2 separate regions of the Danio rerio genome follow, and region 2 is linked to region 1. The links are chromatin contacts, called in public HiChIP or PLAC-seq maps. All regions are on one chromosome and are shown on one strand. Each heading gives the region's core, a stretch centred on a gene start, on an enhancer-like site or on the middle of the called end of the contact. The rest is flanking DNA. Distances are from core to core; before and after follow the strand shown. Region 1 holds the start of fzd8a (frizzled class receptor 8a). Region 2 has its middle 33 kb from the start of cpb1.

What was found. HiChIP or PLAC-seq counts read pairs in DNA pulled down with a chosen protein or histone mark.
Region 2: a contact with region 1 is called in an H3K4me3 HiChIP or PLAC-seq map of embryo, with 4 times the contacts expected there. The contact joins the enhancer-like site here to the promoter of fzd8a in region 1. A contact is called at or near these places in 9 of 18 Hi-C or Micro-C datasets (caudal fin, embryo, fibroblasts and 2 more) and 4 of 4 datasets of contacts at active chromatin or transcription factors (caudal fin, embryo, gastrula embryo and 1 more).

The regions. Positions count from the first base shown.
Region 1 is chr24:4,635,438-4,643,088 of GRCz12tu, reverse strand. fzd8a (frizzled class receptor 8a) reads left to right here and starts at 4,417. Exons shown (of 1, transcript NM_130918.2): 1 at 4,417-7,021. The coding sequence starts at 4,731. The coding sequence ends at 6,470.
Region 2 is chr24:4,920,707-4,928,357 of GRCz12tu, reverse strand. No RefSeq gene overlaps it. Among named protein-coding and RNA genes, the nearest start is that of cpb1, 33 kb to the left of the region's middle. Within about 2 kb of position 4,082, at least 4 of the 62 cell types and tissues checked have an H3K27ac peak or open chromatin away from gene starts, as enhancers often do.

The DNA of each region.
Region 1 (7,651 bases), core at 3,168-5,667:
TGTTTACTTCTTCAAAATATTATAAATCATTTAAAAAATAAAATATATTGTGCTCAAAGGGCAAAAAAAGTTTTTTTTTTACCTAGACATTTAAAAAGAGCTTATTTTAGAGCAGTAATCATAATACCGTTATACCATAAAACAGTGATATTTTTATCCAAGGTTATCACACCATCAGAGTCTTATAGCAGCCCATACCTAAATGTGACTTCAGTTTAACAGGATAAGAAGTGCTCTCGCTCATCACAATGGACATTGCTTTTGTTATAGTTTAGTTTTGTATTATTTTTGTCGATTGGGATGCAGTGACACGCAGTGAAATATTTTGTTGAACTGATCCACTACTTTTGCATTCATAAATTATCATAAATGTCCTCTTGCTACATGTGTTAGGAGTTTGCTGAAGGTGCAGCAGACGTGCAGGCAGGGGTTTGTGTCTTTAACAGTCTATGACAGTTCTCATTCATTGAAAAGCATGATTGATTAATAAATCCGTATGAAATAGTCTCTTTAAACTGACGTCACGTCTTCAGTTTCGGCTCAGGTGCGCTTTGCAATCACACTACAAGCATGTTGCGCCAAAGCCCAACCGAATTTGAAGCACTCACACTTGTCAAACGAACAAAAAAGCTTTTTTTAAGCGATGTAAATACAGTTTTGCAGAAACAATTTGGGAATATTTCTAATGGCCGCCAGTGACTGAGGCATTAGAAGAGTAAAGTTTTAGGATGCACAAGTAAACAATGTCTTCCTCTGTAGACACTTTATACACAAATAACATTATTCCTGTTTTGAATATGCCACTATGCTGACACAGGCATTTGTAGCTCCACCCTCTTCTGAAAAAAGCACAATCTCATTTGAATTTAAAGCGACAGACACCAAAACGGCACATCAAGACTAAACAGGTCAGTTTCAAAGATTTATACACTCGAAAAAACATTAATTATTTAAAAATATTTGGTGTTTTGTTGGGTTATTTTATCCTTTATTGGGTTTTTCATTAATAACTCAACCAGTTGAGTTAAATATTTGGTGCTTTGTTGGGATATTTGTAACCTTTATTGGGTTAGTTATTTAATAACTCAACCAATTGCGTTAAAAATGTAGAATTTCAGTCAACTGATTTAACTGACACAGAACAGCTTTATTAACATGCGTACGTAATGTTGTTTATGCATTATAACGTTTATTTAAGCTTGTGTTTTTTATATACGTTTCACCAACACTCTTAATTTTTATGATACAAATATACGCTTCATATCTGATCTATATTTAACAGATAAAAACGCTATCTCTACCTCCCGTGTTCATGTCTACAGTTCTTTTTGAAGGAAATGATACACGTATTTGAGATATTTGGCCGTCATTCTCACCTTTAGGATCCACCAGAGACATCAACGCAGTGTTGCGTCACGTCTTGGTTAAGGTATTTTAATTAAAACACTGTCCTTTCACTAAGAAACAATATTGTAACATCTAAATACTAATATAGACACACAAACATCTTATTGAGAAAGTTGCTGGTTTCCCAAGAAGTGGAGAATCGGAGCATTATATTATTATTGGTTATTATTTGTTGCTACAGGGCGCTGACTTGATCGCAACATTTCTTACAAAATGATTTGTGTGATATTTTGAACTTCAGAAACACTCTAGGCACATCAGAGACTTATTTCACATCTTGTAAAAAAGTGGCATAATAGATCCTTTTTAAAAGCATGTACATTATTCATGCGTAGAAAAGAAGGTGGATCCATATTAAACTGAGTTAAATGTAATTACTCGTGATGGACGTGTGGGTCTGAACAATAGTTCAAAGAGATCCTTTTTTAAAAAAAGCCATTGAACATGGATGTATCTGAGACGGGCGCTTTAATCATTTGTTTAGCGCTCTTTAATTTTACTGTTACTCTGCGTTTCTTTCCTTTAAGACGGCCTGTGGTAATGAGTTTGGGGGAAGGGGTTGCTTGTCCACCGCCACTGTTTAACAAACTGCTTTACTTGTTCTTGAGTTTGCAGTAATTACATCCTCTGCAGGAGCTCGGCACATCCACACCTCCATTAAAACATCAACTCCGGGCTCTGCCAGCGGGACGACCCCCCGCCAGGCCCTATCATTCACAAATTAACCCCAATGCATTAGGGGGCCCAATGAGACGGACTCTCGCTGTAGTTTATACGTGTGTCTGTGCAGAGTTTCTTAAAATAATAGGCTGGGATAATGAGGCACGGATAGTTTCTGATAAAGTTGTGGTTGAACACAAAGCTGCAAACTCGGAAAAAAAAAAGAGAGGAAAAAGTGAAAATATGAATATGGGTTGTTAACAAGCAGGGTGGCATACAAGTAAAGCATGTTTAACTAATTTAAACTACATTATTTAAAGTTACTTATAAATAACTTATAAGCTATACATAGCTTTAAGATATTATAAAATGTGCAATTTTGCAAAAGTACTATATGAAATGAATCGATGGATGAATGATTGTATACATAAAAATAATATTACAGCCTAAATAATATATTTTTAAAAATAAAAACAGCAACACACTACTACTACTATACTAATAAAAAAATAATGAAAAATGTAAAATATAAATATGGTTGGAAGACAGGTTTATTGTTAAGTACAATGCAATAGATTTTAAATGTGCAATGTGTTTATAATAATAATAATAATAATAATAATAATAACAATATTTTAAATTTTAATACTAATAATGATTTTAATAACAATAATAATGATAATAATAATAATAATAATAATTAATATTCATTAATTTTCTTCTCGGCATAGTCCCTTTATTAATCAGGGGTCGCTACATAATAATTATAATAATAATGAAAAATGTGAAAATATTTAGATGGCATGAAGACAAGTTTGTTTTTATGTGAAATGCAAAAATAAATAAATAAATAAATAAATAAATAATTAAATAAACCCAAAATAAATCTACAAACAAAACAACTTTAGCTTTCATGCTAATATAGAATATATGAGCTATAGTTTTTCTTTCAATTTTACTGTATTTTTAAACATGATCAGAGGATGGAAAGCTGTCATAGTGGATCAAACAAAGGGCAAGGTTATGAAAAATGTTTAGTGTTTTTGAATTATTATATTATATTATATTATATTATATTATATTATATTATATTATATTATATTATATTATATTATATTATTATATTAGTAATATTTTGAATTACTAACATTTATATAAATAACAAATATTTAATTCTGAATAACCTGCAATAATTAATCATTCTCAATAATCGGAGAATCAAAAATTTGATTAGCATTTTGACTCTGTAACATCTCAATCAGCTTCGCCTTTTCACCTTTGCTTTAAAAAAATCAGGGGAAAACAGAAGTATGTTCTTCATAATTAAAACGTGCCAACTTCAAAATCAGTTTATATGTTCACTGAATAATAATAGATAATAATAATAGCAATATTAATAATAATAACAATATTAATAATAATACTTATAATAATACTTATGATGATGATTATGATAATAATTAATACTTAATAATAATAATAATAATAAATGTGAAATATATAGATGGCATGAAAACAGGTTTGTTTTTAAGTGCAATGCAATACATTTAAAATGTGCAATGTATATATGTGTCTATAATAATAATACTGATAATAACAACAACAACAACAACAATATTAATAATATTAGAGCAATACTACTACTACTACTTCTACTAATAATAATATTAATAATAATACTTAGATTAATAATAACAGTAGTACTGTTGCAAACACATTTTAGGATAAAATAAGTAAAAACAAAGTATTTTATTCATACATTTCAACAATTAGAATGTTTAAAGACACTGGTTGAGATATAACAGACTTTGAATAATATAGATGTGCATTAAAAATCGCTTTGTCTCATATCAGTTTAAGTTAAATTAAAAGAAGAAATTACATAATTATCTTTATATTATTACCTGTATGTAATTAAATGGAAAATGCAAGAGTAAAAACATATATAGACTCTAATAATAGTTTGAGATCTTTCAGAAATATTTTTTGCAACCAGTTTCACCTCAATAAAGCACATATAAAAAGCTATCAAACAAAGAAATCAAACAACATAAAACCACACATTAGCACTTAAATATGAATGGTAATTTTCTTTAGTGATTCGTCTAGAATAGATCATGTGTTTTTGGTGTGATCTGCTAGCTTCAGGCATAAACGTGTATCTTTGATCTAATTTGTTTTCCCCCTCAGAAACAGCATTCTGCAACTGTATACCTTCAGCAAAAGTGATTGACAGGACTCCGTGGCCCGCCCCCGCAGCCTCTCGATTGGCCAGTTGCTCGTAGTGGGCGTGTCCGCACGACTGTCTTTTATACTCAGTGCGTCCTACTCTACAGCACTGATTTGTATGAGAAAGCCTCTCGCGAACACCACGAATGTTGAAAACGCGTTTACACCGGGAGTTTTCTTGTTGACAGAGAAGTTTTGAAGAACAAACCGCGGCTTTATTTTTTAACACATCGCCGGAGCGGGAATAAGGAGAGGAAATACGAGACGGCTGCATTTATTCCCTCAGCCATTTTGCCTGCGCCCGCCCGAGGGCTATTTATTCTCGGTATGCAACCCAACCGCGACTCCGTGCCAAACAAGTGAAGCGGAGATGGGTCTGCTCTGCAACATCTGAACTGAACTGTTCCCAGCGCCGCGTTGCTTGTGTTGACAGGATGGAGTGCTACCTGTTGGGGATTTACCTGTTCCTCGCGCTGGCTCTGCTGCCCCGATCGAGCGGTACCACGGCCAAGGAGATCACCTGTCAGGAGATCGCCGTTCCGCTGTGCAAGGGCATCGGTTATAACTACACCTACATGCCCAACCAGTTCAACCACGACACGCAGGATGAAGCCGGCTTGGAGGTGCACCAGTTCTGGCCTCTGGTGGAGATTCAGTGCTCCCCGGATCTCAAGTTCTTCTTGTGCAGCATGTACACCCCGATATGCCTGGAGGACTATAAGAAACCCCTTCCGCCGTGCCGGAGCGTCTGCGAGAGAGCCAAGGCGGGCTGCGCCCCGCTCATGCGGCAATACGGCTTCCCTTGGCCGGATCGGATGAGGTGCGATCTACTGCCCGTGCAAGGAGCCCCAGACACGCTGTGCATGGACTACAACCGAACCGACTCCACCACAGTGTCGCCGGTGCTGTCCAAACCCACCAACTACCCCAGCAAAGCCATTAATCCGCACAAAAAGAAAAGCGGGCGGCCAGGCGTCGGACCCAATAAGAATAAGCCCTGCGAGCCGGGCTGCCAGTGTCGCGCGCCGATGGTGCCGGTGAACAGCGATCGACACCCGCTCTACAACCGCGTTAAGACGGGTCAAATCCCAAACTGCGCCATGCCATGTCACAACCCATATTTTACGCAGGATGAGCGGACTTTTACGGCCTTCTGGATCGGACTTTGGTCCGTGTTGTGCTTCATATCCACCTTCGCCACAGTCGCCACCTTCCTAATCGACATGGAGCGGTTTAAATACCCAGAGCGCCCTATTATTTTCCTCTCGGCGTGCTACATGTTTGTGTCGATCGGGTATATAGTGCGATTGATCGCCGGGCACGAAAAAGTGGCGTGCAATCGGGAGTATGACGTGGAGCACATTCACTACGAGACCACCGGCCCCGCGTTGTGCACCGTTGTGTTCCTGCTTATCTACTTCTTCGGAATGGCCAGCTCCATATGGTGGGTCATCCTCTCGCTCACCTGGTTCCTCGCGGCGGGCATGAAGTGGGGAAACGAGGCCATCGCGGGCTACTCTCAGTACTTTCACCTGGCCGCTTGGCTCATCCCGTCCATGAAGTCTATAGCCGTCCTCGCGCTGAGCTCGGTGGACGGAGATCCGGTCGCCGGGATCTGCTACGTTGGCAACCAGAACTTGGACAATCTGCGGGGCTTCGTGCTGGCCCCCCTGGTCATATACCTATTTATAGGCACCATGTTTCTTTTGGCTGGATTTGTGTCGCTTTTTAGGATCAGGAGTGTCATTAAACAGGGGGGCACTAAAACGGACAAGCTGGAGAAGCTGATGATCCGAATTGGGATTTTCACGGTGCTCTACACGGTTCCCGCCACCATCATCGTGGCGTGTTATTTCTATGAGCAGCACAACAGACAGAGTTGGGAGATCACTCATAACTGTTCGTGTTTACTGGAGCAGGAGATCAAGAGGCCGGACTATGCCGTCTTCATGCTCAAATACTTCATGTGCCTTCTGGTGGGCATCACCTCTGGAGTTTGGACCTGGTCCGGTAAGACATTGGAGTCCTGGAGGAGTTTCTGCACGCGCTGCTGTTGGGGCAGCAAGGGCTCCGGTGGCTCCATGTACAGTGACGTGAGCACGGGATTAACGTGGAGGTCCGGTACCGCCAGCTCCGTGTCGTGCCCCAAGCAGATGCCTTTGTCCCAAGTCTGAAACCAGAAAACCCCATTAATTGTTGGGGGTCTCCTGGTCTTTCAGACATTTGCATACAAATGAACTTGTTGATGGTTTCTATTAGCCGACGGACTGGTTGAAACAATGCAGCGATGCAGAAACAATTACGTTTCGCTAATTCCATTCTATTGATATGGACATGACATGCAATCAGTCATTCTTAAGGAGAATTCGGGCATTACATTGTTCCTAGTGGAGTAACACATGTCCCCAACTTGCAGCATTTTTATTTTTGTCTCATTTACTTTTACACGTTGTTGAAAGACAAGTTTTGAATTGTCTGAACAATCAAAGATGGTTTGAATAAGCCTTAACGTCTTAGTGCCCAATTATTATTGTTATTGTTATTATATACGGGTTGTTTTCTCTATTTTTTCTTTCTTTTTGCTAAATGTATTTATACGAACTTGTAAATGGTGTATAAAAGATGATTTATAAAATTTATTGTAAATTTGTACATAGTGTAGATGCCACACGAAAAGCAAATATGACTTTTATTTTGACAATAAAAACTTTTTGAGGAATCTGAACTTCTCTAACTGCTGCTTTCGTGGGTCCGGGAAGACTCTGGTAATGAATGCTCCCCATCCATCGGTTCTTTGTGGTCATTCCCATTGAAGATGCTTCGTAAAGATGCTTTTGTGGGTTCTGTTGAGAGAAACTCTTTTAGCTATCTGAGGCCTAATTAGAGACAAGGGCCTTGTGTTGGAGAATCTCCATAATTGTTGAACCCTTCACGTGCTTGCTACTTAATTTACCAAAAGAGGGCTGGGGAATGGGGTTTAAATGCAGGAAACGGGCCCTTTTCATCTGGGGAAACTTTGATCTTTCTTTTAAAGTCTAGAATAAAGGTGCCATGTAGATAGAACCTTTAGACTGATGCGCCAGGTTTTTTAAGGTCTAATTTGAGACTGTTGTCCTTTGATCGACGTTATAGAAATTGTTTGAAGCTCGGGGCCCCAGCCATGTTTTGTTAAAGAGAACCTGTGACAGTTTGATTTTTTTAAGCACTATCAGAACGCCCTTTTTGAATTTCAGCTGTGGTATTAATAGTAGTTACACTCGCGGGGACAGTGAATGGAAACCTACAGGTGGTCCCTTACGTAATCCACAGACGCTTTTTGTAAAACTTCATTGCAGTTTGTTAGACAAAGATTGAC
Region 2 (7,651 bases), core at 2,833-5,332, 290 kb before region 1:
CCTTGTAATAAACTACTAATACTTTTTTGTTATTTTAAATTTTCTCACAACGCAAAAAAATTAAGAAAATGCCTACATTTACTCAAAACACATGCAAGTATCAGGGAACAGAATGAAAATGTTTCAAGGGGACCCTCAAACATGATGGACCCAGCTGGACCCAACATCCTGATTACAGCATTCACTTGTTTTCTGTGTTTTTTATTAGCCTAAATAACCATTGCTGCGACCGAAACTGCATACCTCCATACTATATTGTGCTAAAAGCAGTATATGTGCCGGGTAGTATGTCAGAATTCATAGAATTCGAAAAACAGTATGCTAGAAATACCCTGATGACCTACTACTTCCGGTGAGATTCTAAAGTGCACATTGGATGGACGCTACGCTATCCCATGATCCACCTTGAGATTTTTGAATGGTAGTAAAGCAACGCGACTGAGGTGGATAGATCACGTGATGTAATGTGTAATCATATAGCGCATTTATTGTGTATGTTCATACACCCAAAGCGCTTCACAATCATGAGCGGAGGTCTCTCCACACCACCACCAGTGTGCAGGATATACTTGGATGATGCGACGGCAGCCACAGGATTGGTGGAGTAGACTATTGGTGGAGTAGAGAGATGGGGATAGAGCCAATTTAGTGGATAGCGATGATTGGGAGGACATGATGGTTGTGGTGACAACAAAATGGCGGATGCAATATGTCCGAATTCGATTCCTACTACTGACATTTATACTGTATAGAACATACTTGTCTAAGTAGTAGGAGATTTTGGACGCAGTACATAACCTGAATAACCAGGTGCGTCACATTTTTGGGTCCCCTTGAAACCTTTCCATTGTGCAGCATGTTTTATTAATTTGTTTGCATTGCGAGAAAATGCAGTATGTTTTTTTAGGTGTTTGCGTTGGGAAGATTTGCATCATGTCTGCCGTCAAACTGATTCTTAATTCACTGGCGTTTTTTGTAATTGTAACATGTTAAGGTCTTTCAGCCACCGCCACGTCAAACCAATTTTAATCCTGAATTTAAAACCAAGGGGGTAAACACGGTGGTTAAGTAGTTAGCACTGCAAGAAGGTCACTGGTTCAAGCCCCGGCTGGGCCAGTTAGCGTTTCTGTGTGGAGTTTGCATGTTCCCCGTGTCGGTGTGGGTTTCCTTCCAGTGCTCCGGTTTCCCCCACAGTGCAAAGGCATGCAGTACAGGTGAATTGAATAAACTTAATTGGCTGTAGTGTATTTGTGTGAATGAGTGTGTATGAGTGTTTCCTAGTACTGGGTTGCACCTGGAAGGGCATCTGCTGTGTAAAACATATACTGGATAAGTTGGTTCATTCTGCTGTGTGAATTCCCTGATGAATAAAGGGACTTAACCGAAGGAAAATGAATGAGTGAGTAATAACAAAAGGGGAAATCTGTTGTTCAAGTAGCCATGCTATTTCAGCATGCTTCTACAATTCTCGGAGCTCTTTTATTGTGACTAGTGTTTCATGGGACACGTGTCTTGGAGCTAAACAGCAGGAAACTGGCCCTGTGGGAGCAAAACTGAACATCCTTGTTCTAAGGTTAACAAAACCACATAACTTTAACAGAGCGTCTATAAATGTCCACCAGGAGGAAGCATTTCACTACTCTCCGCTCTGCCGTGAGTTGAATTCACCATCACATTCATTGTGAACAGGGTGGAAGGTCTGTTAACAAAGTCCAAAAATCAATCAATCTGTTCTCCAGCATCTCCCAGCTTTGTTTGGTATCAGGTACATTCATTTAAACAGACGAGCGTGTTAAGATGTCCACCGCTTTGACATTGATTCCAGCACTAACGTGTTTCTCGCGCCTTCAACACGAGTTGAATTTGTTTTGTAAAAGGCAAGGTTTTGTTTATGTCCCAACAGGTTGGTCGAGTTGGCTTCCTGTTTAAGATGCAGGACTATACCGCTGTGTTCATTCGATGTGAAGGTTTATTTTGAATCCCCGTGGCAGGCTACTAGCTGGCCTCAAGCAAATCAATATATTCAATCAAAAGGTATCCCCTGAGAAAGGTGGATGAGCAAGAAAGTTGGGGAAGGGGCCACGGTTTGTTTTTTTGTATTATTAATTACCCGCTGGCAATAACAATCTTAAAATGATCTACTTCATGTGTTTGGAATCCTTGAGATGGTCAGTGAGATGCGCGTTTACTTTGGCATCTAACTAGTGTCCGTAATAAACTTTTCTTTTTCCACATCTGTCGTTGGTAGGTGAATTTATTACGACTGAACGGAGTCATTTATAATGCAGTGTTGGGCCAGTTACTCAAAAAACTGCAGTATATTACTCCATGCTCAAGGCTAAAAGAATCCTGCATCGCATGCCAAATCTCACGGAAATTCATAACTGTTTCATTTAGATGCTAATCCATATTCGTTTGCATGATCTCATTCATACATGTTAGTACAATTTGCTCATCTCCTAATGAGGGGTAGGGTTAGGTGCGGGGTTTAAGGCATCCTTTTTTCCACTGAGTGGTACAGTACGGTATGGATTGGTAGGGTCACCTTTATCAGGGTTGCATTTCCACTGCCAAAAGTGTACCAATGGTCATGGTATACAACAGAAACTTTCAGTTGATGTCCTTTTCGCTTGGGAAAATCAAAATAAAATAGTTACATCATGAAATTGGGCTGGTTCTAACTACTAATGGACTAATTGCCATTGAATACATTATAATCCATCAGCTTTTCATCATTAAACCCAGTATATTTTAATGGCTGTACTTTTAATAGGTATACTGACAACACTAATCTCAGGGGATTAAGATATGAGGGTGAGTAATTAATAACAGAATTAATTTTAAATTAACTAACCCTTTAATTATTTATTTATTTTTTAAACTATGTATTTCGGATCCTGGTTCATTCCGCTGTGGTGACCCCTGATTAATAAAGGGACTGAGCCGAAAAGAAAATGAATGAATGAATTTCTGATCCTTTATCTAAACATCACAGCAGACACAACAGAAGTAAATGCATCTGACAGTGTGATGATAACATCAGTCCAGTCAGCCTGAGATGCAATTAACCTTTTCTGAAGAAGCACAGAATCATGCATGGTTTCTTTCAGACACCAAGTTTGGTGCAACCAATACATAAACTTTATTATTATTTTGGGTTATCTCACAATTAATGGCATAGATTACTCCCCAAAAAATTATTCTGTCATTATTTACTCTCTCTTTACTTGTGGCAAACCTGTTTCTCTTTCTTTCCTCCGTTAAAGAAAAAAAAAGAGCTGAAAACTTGTAACCATTGACTTTCATACTGTTTGCTCTTCCTACTACAGGAGTCAATATAGTTTCAGCTTTCTTCGAAATATCTTCTTTTGATATCTTTAACAGAAACTTTTAAAACAACTTTAGAGTGAGTAAATGGAAACTATTTTTTCAGTTTTGGGAACTATCCCTTTAAAGGTCCTGTGAAGTGCTCTGAAATAAGCATTTTTATTTGATGTTAAATGTAATCGCAACTGAACATGAAGAGAGGGTGGAACATAATGTAGCTCCTGCCCTTTAAAAAAAAAACAGCTAATAGCATTTTGTTTTTATCAGCGCTCTGCCAGTGAGAATGGTTGAGCTTAAGAGCATCATAGATATTTACATTAGATGTCGCCTACGCTAGTGTTGTATATTGGAAGGAATGCATCAATAGAGCCACAATTTTAGTATAGGGTAGCGCTCCTTTAAAATGATCAGGGGAACAAGAACGGAAGTGACAAACTACAAGCTTTACATTTTAAAGGCGGATTTAGTCCTTGTTTTGGAGCACACTAGATGTTTTTTTTTTTTAATAATAATATAATAATAAACAATTCTGATAATAACATCTAAAAAAACTTAATTTTAATTTTATGTGACCTTTAAATCCTGAACTATCCTTTTAAATCATCTTGCCGAATTATTTGCAATATCTGAAGGCATCATGAATCAAGACCCAACCTACATTTATTTTAGTCTTCAAGAGTCAGATTTGTGTGCATAGTTTTATAACCCTTTTCTTTGCATGGTAGGCTTGTGTGTGTGTTTTGGCCCTGGGCCCAGAATGATGCAACAGTTGGAGCATGTACAAGTCAATCAACAGGCAAACATGGGCAGAGATCAGTGTTGTGGGTTTGGCGAGACTAATTGTGAACTAAAATAAACATGTCACTCACACCTTACATGTCGACGTGCACTTATTGAACGCAGGGAGTCCAGACAGGGTGTGTGTAGACCCGTGGTGCCAAGAAGATGACAAGCCTTTGTTTGCGTGTAAGGCTTGTGTTTGTTTATGTAAAAGGGATTTCTTCATCAAAATGCAGGTATAATTGAAATCAGTGCTTTAAAAGTGCCTAGAGGCAGGTTTTTAATTGGATTTGAAAGGTGGGATGAAGGTAGCCAAGTGGAATCTAAAAATAGTTTTGTTGTCAGGTAAAATAAAAATGTGCATTCATATATTCATATATATATATATATATATATATATATATATATATATATATATATATATATATATATATATATATATATATATATATATATAAAAGGGGTATATATATATATGTATATATATACTGAGCAAGGAATTTTTCACAGTATTTCCTTTAATAGTTTTGTTTCTAGAAAGTCTTATTTGTTTCATTTCAACTGGAATAAAAGCAGTTTTAGTTTTTTAAAGGCATTTTTGGGTCAATATTATTAACACCACTTAAGCAATATTTACTTCAGTAGTCTACAGAACAAACCATCATTATGCAATGACTTTCCTAAGTACCCTAATTTGTAAAAATTATGGTCATCATGGCAAATCAGTTATTAGAAATGAAGTTTCACATACTAATTTCGAGAGGAGCACGTGATATGATTAACTGCAGCTGGCCACTCATCTACACATATTAGCTAGCCAATCAGATTGATCCAAACTCACTATAAGTAACCTAGCTAAGAACTACTCCCTTATTTTCGTTTCCCGAAGAAACCCCCTATCCACCCCTTCTCCTCCTTTCCTCTTTAGGCGAGGGGAGCTCTCGAGAACACCTGATCTTGTACTCCCCTCACATGCTCTATGGACCTGGCGGGAGCCCTGGGCTCAACTATTTCCAAGCTCAGGGTTCTCTCCCGGGACAGCATGCCAAACCTGCTAACTTGCTAACAAGTTGTCAAACAGTATCTAAGTGTGAATCTAAGTGTATCTAAGTGTATTACTGTTGGTTATTACTGTTGGTTATAATGGTTATTACTGGTAGTTTCATTTTGAAATAAAAAAAGTTAAATGTTCGTTAAGAGTTACATTTATCACTGGAAGAAATAGCTATGATTATATGGTGAACACCGAGAAAACCTGATTGCTCCTCGATGACATTGGGGTACTGGTGATACAAGTGTATCCAGCAGATATTATAACAGTTTATCCATAAACACACATCTTGTTTTCTGGCTCTGCACAGCGGTGGTTTGCTGATCAAATGAAAAACAAAAGAAGGGGAGGAGCTGAATTCTGGTGCAGTTTTTTTTTTAAATTTAAAGGGGACTGAGGTGGTTTATTTAGTGTATAGTTTATGAGCTAATTGCAACAGTTTTAGGGGGTCTGAGTAGAAATATAGCATGGCTAATGCCCATGGCTGACTGTCTGCTCTTCTTACAAAAGGGTTTTTGAGACTCTGTGTTAGATTTAATTTTTAAATTATACCATTATGCCATAGAACTGTTGCATAAATGCAGTATTACGCTTGTAGCAGTGCAATATGGCTGTATATAGTCAGTGCTGGGACACTGAGACACTCGGCCTGCAGCCTTGAGCCAATGTACGGCTCCCACCAGTACTGATACACAGCCGAATTGCACTGCTACCCGTGTGATATTGCTCATTTAAAACTGTTAAAAATGTTAATAAAAGTCACTTGTTCAAACTTTTTAAAAGGTTAAAATTTGTTACAAGAAAGATCAAGATCCTATAATGCAGTTTAAAAGCATAAATAACCGGGGCGAAAAAAAAAAAAAAAAACCTGAATCACCTAATTTACAGATTTATTTATTTTTTTTTACAGTATAGAAGAGTCAAAACTGTCATCCATCATTACCAATACATTTCATCAGTGTCTAAAAATCAGCTCTAGGTCATTCTGCGCACACTGTACTCACGATAGCATCATCACAATCCTGATTAAAGGAAACCAGACTGTTCTGACTTCAGCCTGACAGTCAATTCATCACTGAAAGGCTTATCAAAGCTCGGTGTGATCTGATACTGGAGCCGGGACACTGCTCTCAATCACATGTCACTTTGGGACATCTGTCATCTTACTCTAACCTTGTTACGGCACCATTTTCAAGCGCAGCTGGGGCTTACTTGACATATCTTTCAAAGAACCCGAGAACAGATTATAGACCATTTAGGGACATATTTGATCTCAGGCTATAGATCATGATCACTATCTATGACAAACATATCTTGTCCAGTTATCTGACTGGCACAGATGGATCCTGTTTAGTGTTGGAGAGTGAACCAGCAGATTGAGGCTGGAGAAGCTGCTAGACTGAGCAAATCTTGCGCAATATTTTGTTGTTCCAAACCAGATTGACTTTCTTTCTGCTCAGGTCTGGATTCAGTTGTTTTCAGAGACAAAATGAATCCCATTGAGTCTACACTGATTTTATTATTTTTTTAAAGGTTCATAAAAACATTATCTGTTTTTTTATGTGGAATGTGAATGTGTTTTATACCAAAAATGCATTTTTCATCTTCAAAATTTCACATTTTATTTTATGTCATTGCTGTTTCTTTATAATATTTACAAAATAACTAGTTTCTGAAATATGTTTGTGAGCCAATTAGTATTTTTTATGTTTATACATTCTTATATCTCACTATACAAGCAATAGTAAATATATTTATTAACTTTCTTTTTATGTACATTAAAATATTTAATATTTTCTTTTTTAATTCGATCTTTATTTGCAAAATAATAATAATCATATATAAAAAATATTTTTACATATTTGTTATATTTTTACATACAAATTTTTTTGACAAATACATTTTTAAGACACCTTAAAACTGCTGTGTCAACAACCGTGACCCATTGTCCCATTGTGATGTCTGTATCCCACTGGACTTGCTTTTGTGTTTCGTATATACACAGAAACTATTAACAAGTAGTATTGCAAGTAGTGTCTGTTTAAAATGTCATAATATGAGTAAAATAATATTCCACCATTATCATTTAATTTATATTAATAATAAAATATTAATATTAATTAATTAAATATTTTAAATACCATTTTAAAGATTTGCCCTTATTATCATTTAAAATTTACCAGACCAAAAATATAATATATATAAAAAATAATTAAAAAAAAAAAAAAAAAAAAAAAAAAAAAAAAATATATATATATATATATATATATATATATATATATATAAATATATATATATATATATATATATATATATATATATATATATATATATATATATATATATATATATATAAATAAATAAATGTCTGTGTGTGTCTGTGTGTGTGTGTAACATTATTTTCCCTGTACATTAAATTATATTCTGTTTAATTTTATCTTTCTTAGCAAAATAATGATAATCATGTGTTTATTTGTTTTTTGTTTTTTACCA